Linked DNA regions of Gossypium hirsutum: region 1 is linked to region 2. A link is a contact called in public Hi-C data. All regions are on one chromosome and are shown on one strand. The core of a region is the stretch at or near the end of the contact, and the rest is flanking DNA. Distances in the headings are between cores, read along the strand shown. Region 1 holds the start of LOC107888345 (alkaline/neutral invertase A, mitochondrial). Region 2 has its middle 3.8 kb from the start of LOC107889806.

Region 1 (3,278 bases), core at 518-3,017, 120 kb before region 2:
CTAGTCATTTTGAAACTCCCCTAATTTATTTATTTTTCAACAGGTCATTTGGAGTTGTGGGCATGTTTAATGCCACGATTATCGGCACGAAAAAAAATTTGCTCACGAGAAAAACACGAAAGTTGATCATAATCACCAATCCCTTTAGAATCGACCTTATTACTCTTTTCTACTGTTTAGAGTTATTTTATTGTGGGGATTATTTTTATTTGGTGGTTTTAACGCCCATCATGTATTATATTTTTAAACACAATTATCAAATACAAAATAGTTAATTCAACTTAATTAAATTACCCTAGAACATGTTATGATTAGGGTAAACTATCAAAATAGTCAATTTTGTTTGTCTCAGGTTACTTTTTAGTCACTTATGTTGTTGTGTTGTAACATTTTAGTCACTAAGCCGTTAATTGTCGTTAACGGTGTAACGGTAAACTAATGTGGCACGTTAAATCATCATTTTAAACAAAAAGGTTAAATTATATAATTGGTCCCTATATATTTTTTTTATTTTGAACAATTTAATTTTTTTCTTTTATGTTCTTTTAACTCTTTTGTTTTTCCATTCTCTTCCGTTTCTCCCTCTGTTTCCCCCCTTCTCCATATCTTTTATATTCTTTTATGTTCCCTTCTCCTTTCTCCATATTTTAATAGTGCTTTCAAGAGTTACCTCAAATGATTTTTGTGCAACCAGACCCTTAAATCCATCATATGGTTAAATGCTACACATTAACAAGTAATCTTTAGTTGATTGTTTGACATAGTTTGCATATTCCTCATGTTTGAAATCCCAATTCTTTGAATTAATTATTAGATCATTCAAGCGAAACAACTTTGCATATGCTTCATATTTGAAATCTCATTTCTTTGAATTAATTATGTGGAAAATAGAGATGGAGAAAGGAGGAAAACAAAAGGAAGAAGCAAAAGAGAATGGGAAATAAATAAATAAAAAAGAAAGTTAAAAGAATATAAAAGAAAAAATTAAAATGCACAAAATGAAAAAATATTGGGACCAATTATATAATTTAACCTAAAAATTTTGTTTGAGATGATAATTTAATGTACCACATCAGCTTACCGTTAATGACAATTAATGACTTAGTGACTAAAATGTAACATTTCAAACATAAGTGACTAAAATGTAACATGCGATAAACAAAAATGACTATTTTAATAATTTACCTTTATTATTAAAAGACTTTTCAATAATATTAAAAAAATAATTTCATTAAAAAAAACTACGATTTTTATTTTCATTTACATTGATTGCTTTATATGAAAATTTATATTATACAAATTTTAATTTAATTTACTTTTACTAATTAGATGGGTTATGGATAGTTTTAAGTATTGTAACCAAAAAATAATAATTAAGAATCGTAATACTACACTCATATTAAAGGAAATAGAAAAAACTATATTATTTATTCAAGAATTAAATTTACTACCATTCTACCCCTACACGATTTATTCAAGAATTTAGCCTCAACTTGTAATTTCGGTTTTAATGTTTATAAAGAAATCGGAGTAAATACAATTCTTAGTTCTCAAACTTGACAATTAAATCCATTTTAATATATAAATTTGACAACTAAATTTAGTTAACTTAATTTCCATTAACAAACCTTATAAAACTTTTATATTATCCAATTTCAAGATTATATAAACTTAATTATCAAGTTGATATACCAAAACCCAAAAAAAAAATGCAAATATTAAGGACTAAATTAAAGCCATTAAAAGCTTGCTTGCTCTTCTTGGCAAGGAAAGAAGAATGAGTAAAAAACAATAGCAATAATATAATAAAGAAGGAATATAGATTTTGCAAATGCTGAATTGTTGGAAACACGTGGAGAAATCAGACATGTTGCATTCCATATTTCTTCTATCAATTTCTGGGTAACTCTTTTTTATCTTTCCAATTCAATCTGTTCAATTTCATTTCGGGTATAATTAAATCCCAAACAAAAATATAGCGAATTTTACTGATTAATCGCTGCAGTTTCTTTTGTTGATTATGAACGCTATGAATTTCATCATCAATTCCACCATGAAGCTTCCTTCAACACTCCTAAACCTCAGAAACGCTTTGTTTTTGGGGTCCCGACATCGGTTTAATCTCCCTTGTTGTGAAGATAAGCTTTTCTACAAGAGCAAAGCTTCTCTATTGAATTTCAGTAAAAACTCTCAATTCCACGCCTACCCTTCTCGATTCGTAGGATTTCAACGTGTTATCAACAATGCCCAGAAGTTTAATTGTTTACCAAGTTCCGTTTTTGCCCGACCTAGGGCGGTTCCGATGCCTAACGGTTTCTCTGTTCAAGCCGTGGTAGCATCAAAGGTAAGAGACCTCTCAACATCTGTGGAAACAGGTATAAACGACAAGAATTTCGAAAGAATTCACGTGCAAAACGGAATTAATGTGAAGACGCTTGTTGAAAGAATTGACACTGATAAGAACCTTGTAGGAGGAGAAAATCCTCTAACTGAAGATGGAAACAACGTGAAGAACATTGGGGAGGGTTTGGGAAATGGAAAAAATGGAGTTTCAATTGATAGTGCCATTGAAAAGGAGGCATGGGATTTATTGAGAGATTCAGTTGTGTCGTATTGTGGGTTCCCTGTTGGTACAGTGGCTGCAAATGATCCAGGTGATAAGCAGCCTTTGAATTACGACCAGGTCTTCATTCGTGATTTTGTGCCTTCAGCTTTGGCTTTTTTGCTTAAAGGTGAAGGAGAGATTGTCAAGAATTTTCTCCTCCATACTTTGCAGTTGCAGGTATACATACTCGCTTAAGGTATATTGTATAACTTTGTAGCAGCATTAGTAGTGCATTTCCTTTTTTGGTGTGACTAGTCATTGATTGTTTGATATCCATTTGTTTATTTGTGTATTATTTATCATTCAGATAGCCTAAGTACTTGTTTTGTTGATGTATCATCATTTGTCATTGATTATCTTTATGGTTTGGTGGCTTGGTCCTTTCCCAACATTGTGTACAAACAAATCCAATGCACATATTCACCATAAAGTTGGCGAATTGGGCTTTTAGGTTCCTTTCAATCATTGTAGGACTTTGGGCATTTATTGCTTAATGTAATCAATTTCATGCCTCTTTTCTCCGTGCTGGTAGTTTCAGACACATCGAATTTCAATCCAGAGGTGGATATGGGTTTGCTATGTACTATGTAGGTTGAACATTTCCTTGTCAGTTTGCAAAATTAAACCTTTAAAACTTAACCAACTATTTTGTTGTCTTTGATCTAGAGTTGGG
Region 2 (3,257 bases), core at 13-2,512:
ATAAAGCAAAATAAAAAAAGTAAAATATCTTCTGGGAGTATTTTGTCATCGAAGTCTTGAATCACAAAACTGTAATCAACTAATCCCGAACTACAAAACCGTCTTACTCAAGGATTTCTTTAGAGCCAAATAAACCATAAAAGAATTCCTGAATTCTATAAACATTGATTGTATTAACAGAATGATAAACTAAACTCTGTTGAGAAAAATTATTAAGCGAATAAATTAAAACTAACAAGGGGGAAAAGAGAAGAGACGAGAACCTGAGGGGACAATTGTTGATGGTACAGAGCACCTGCAGACTCTTTAGTGACTGGGGATATTATGCCAACACTCAACAACCAATCTTGCATCTCTTCCTTTGAACCCATATCCTCATCATTTGTTCCACTTGTTTGAGAACTCGTTCCGGACAAAAGCTTTTGTCTCATTGTGTCTGCTAGCATCACCATCTCTTTAGCTTTACTCTGAAAACCCGAAAGCATTCTAAAACTTGAATGATTGGAATGTAAGAAAACAAGCAAAAGACAGAGACTACTAACATCATATTCATTAACTATAGCTCGGAACCTATCTTTGCGATAAAACGACAGAAGTAAACTAAGCCTAATCAAATCATTTTATACATGGCATTGACACAAAAGTTTAATTTTCTTATATCCTAAATCAAGATATGGTCCACTTGCATTCACCAATGTCAATCATAGCAGGAACTAAACCAAGTAGATGCTATATTCTTCAATGCAATTTGTTAACTACTAGGAAATTAAAAGTATTTATGATACAAAATTTACATAAAAACTAAATCCAAATGGCCAGAATTGAACAAATTATCTGCATTACCATGAGAGCATTTAAGTCCTGAAAAGCATCCTGCAAACTCTTATCAATACTCTCCCACATTTCTTGCTCCTTCCTTAAAATACCCGCCACCCCAACCATCCTCACCGACCCATCACTCGAGTACAACCCTCCACCGGTTCCTGTGGCTGCCCCTGAACCCGAAACCGAAGCTGAGCCGGAACCTGAAGTCTCCGTAGTCTCCCAAGCTCTCGCCCGCCAACTGTCCCAAAACTTCACCAAAAACCCATCACAGTCCCACTTCCCTCTGATCACTGCCGTTACTACGACTGATCTCGAGCCCGAACCTGAACTGGAACCAGACCCGGAACCTAGATCGAAGACCCGACCATCGGACGAGACGAGGACTTAGAAGCGTATCCTAGGGGAGTGGAAGACGGACTTGAGAGATTTTTTGGAAGAGAAACGTGGGAAATGGCAGCAAGAGGGATGGCTGAGGCGGAAGTAGGGGTGGAGGCGGAAGAAGAAGGTAGCCAGATGAGGCGGTGGGTGGTGAGGATGAGGAGACCCGATTTTAAGAGGGAGAAGTGACGGTGGTCTTCAGGTTCGAGGTCAACAGCGGAGAGAAGGTGGCATTCGACTTCGTTGCGGAGGAGGACAGGGCGGCCGCTGCTTGTCACCTCCGCCTTGGAGAAAAAGTTGGACATCCCAGCGGCGTTGATCGATTAATTTTGGATACTTTTTTCTACTGATCGAAAATGACATTTTTTTTGCTCCAAATTCTGTAACATACTTAAATAAATTTATTTCGTAATTTAGAAATTTAATTAATAATGTGAAAAATAAATTTAAACGTATTCTATTAAAAAGTTTTTTAATTATTTTTAATTCTTAAATAATATTTTTACATATATAAATATAATTCTAATAATGTACATCATAAAAATTTTAAAATATTATACGAGTAGAGTATTTATAGCCTTAACCTTATTTTAAGATCATTTTCATTTATTTATTATGTTTTAAAAAAGTTAATAATTTTTAAAATATTTTTTTATTATGTTGTTAAATTTAACCTAGTTATTTTAGGGCTCTCGTTTTTAATCTAATAATTCTTTAAATTGATTTAAAATTCATTTTAATTTTTTGAAATAAATTATACAGTTTTAATAAATTTTAAAATCTAACTTGTGGTGCATTTGAATTTAGACCTTTAATTAAATATTGTATTTTTATTTGCAATAGTTTTTATAAATTTTATAATTTTAGACCTTTAATTAAAACTCCTTCTAATTTTTTATTTTAAATAGTTTTTATAAATTTTATTTTAATTTTGATATTAATGATTGTAAGTTTTTTTAACTAATTGACAACAATTGTAATTTTTTAAGGTTTAATCCCATTTTAACCCTTGTATCATAGGAAAATTTTCACTTTGGCCTTTTTTTACTATTTTTTTCGATCATTCCAGTGACTAAGTTAGCCCCTAATCGTTTCCGTTCAAAGAAACCCAATGTAGCCATTTAAACCAATTAAATCCATACGCGTGAACAATTAATCCAAGTCATTTGCCAATATGAATTTTAAAATCCAACTTTTCTAGCCAAAGTGAAATTTTAGGTGCTGCACCAACGTTGTCGACGTTGCCGTTCACCACTGTCATTGTATAGCCAAGCTCACAACGTCATCTTTCTCCCAATTCTTATTCTTTATCAACATATCTCAAATCCCGAGTAAAACCCCAGCCACCTCACTTTGTTCTTACTCCCACCATCATATTCGAGTGTCGGAGCTCCAATCAAAAGCCACCCGGGCTCCCTTTTTTTCCTCATTCAATTTGTCAACTTTGTTTTCACCGAAAACGTTGAAGGTTCATTGAAAGCCCGACACTAAAATCTCTAATTCGTCATTGTTCGTTTCTCTGGCACCGTTAATGCCACATTTCGGTCACCATAATCTTCATCACAATCGTTTTCCTTGTGCTCTACTTTAAGAATCTTGGACCAGTCCAAGATGTTAACCATAAGTGAAGCTAGAGCAATTTTCGATTTTAATCAAAAAATAAAAAAGTCGACCCATTCAATTATTTCAATTTTGGTTTAGTTGGGTGAGGTAAATTGATTAGTTTTGGCCTTAGTATAATTGGCTAATTCAGTTAGTTTATCAATTTTTGAATCTTAGAACTGATTCAATGAAAATTTTTATATTAATTTTAAATTGTTTAAAATATATTTATATTTATTCACCAATATATATATTTGTATTTTATAATATATCATAGATATATAACCATATAAGCCCAACCCAATAACTCAATATTAGCTAATTGAAAAATGACAGAAACTGAATTAAAGTCGATTTGGTTTAGTCGATTTTCTCAATTAAATCGGTCAGATCAATTTTCTCATTTAAAATTTATTAAATCGATTTAAAAAACAATTGAATTAACTGGTTAA

Evidence for each region. A called contact is a pair of places that touch in the nucleus more often than the background predicts.
Region 1: a Hi-C map of hypocotyl shows a contact between it and region 2, with 2.1 times the contacts expected there. The contact joins the promoter of LOC107888345 here to the enhancer-like site in region 2. A contact is called at or near these places in 5 of 34 Hi-C or Micro-C datasets (hypocotyl, leaf and petal).

Annotation. Positions count from the first base shown.
Region 1 is chrD13:58,382,572-58,385,849 of Gossypium_hirsutum_v2.1, reverse strand. It overlaps LOC107888345 (alkaline/neutral invertase A, mitochondrial), which reads left to right and starts at 1,767. Exons shown (of 7, transcript XM_016812422.2): 1 at 1,767-1,902; 2 at 2,006-2,782; 3 at 3,272-3,278. The coding sequence starts at 2,021.
Region 2 is chrD13:58,260,851-58,264,107 of Gossypium_hirsutum_v2.1, reverse strand. It overlaps the pseudogene LOC107888337. Among protein-coding and RNA genes, the nearest start is that of LOC107889806, 3.8 kb to the right of the region's middle. Within about 2 kb of position 1,262, at least 6 of the 9 cell types and tissues checked have an H3K27ac peak or open chromatin away from gene starts, as enhancers often do.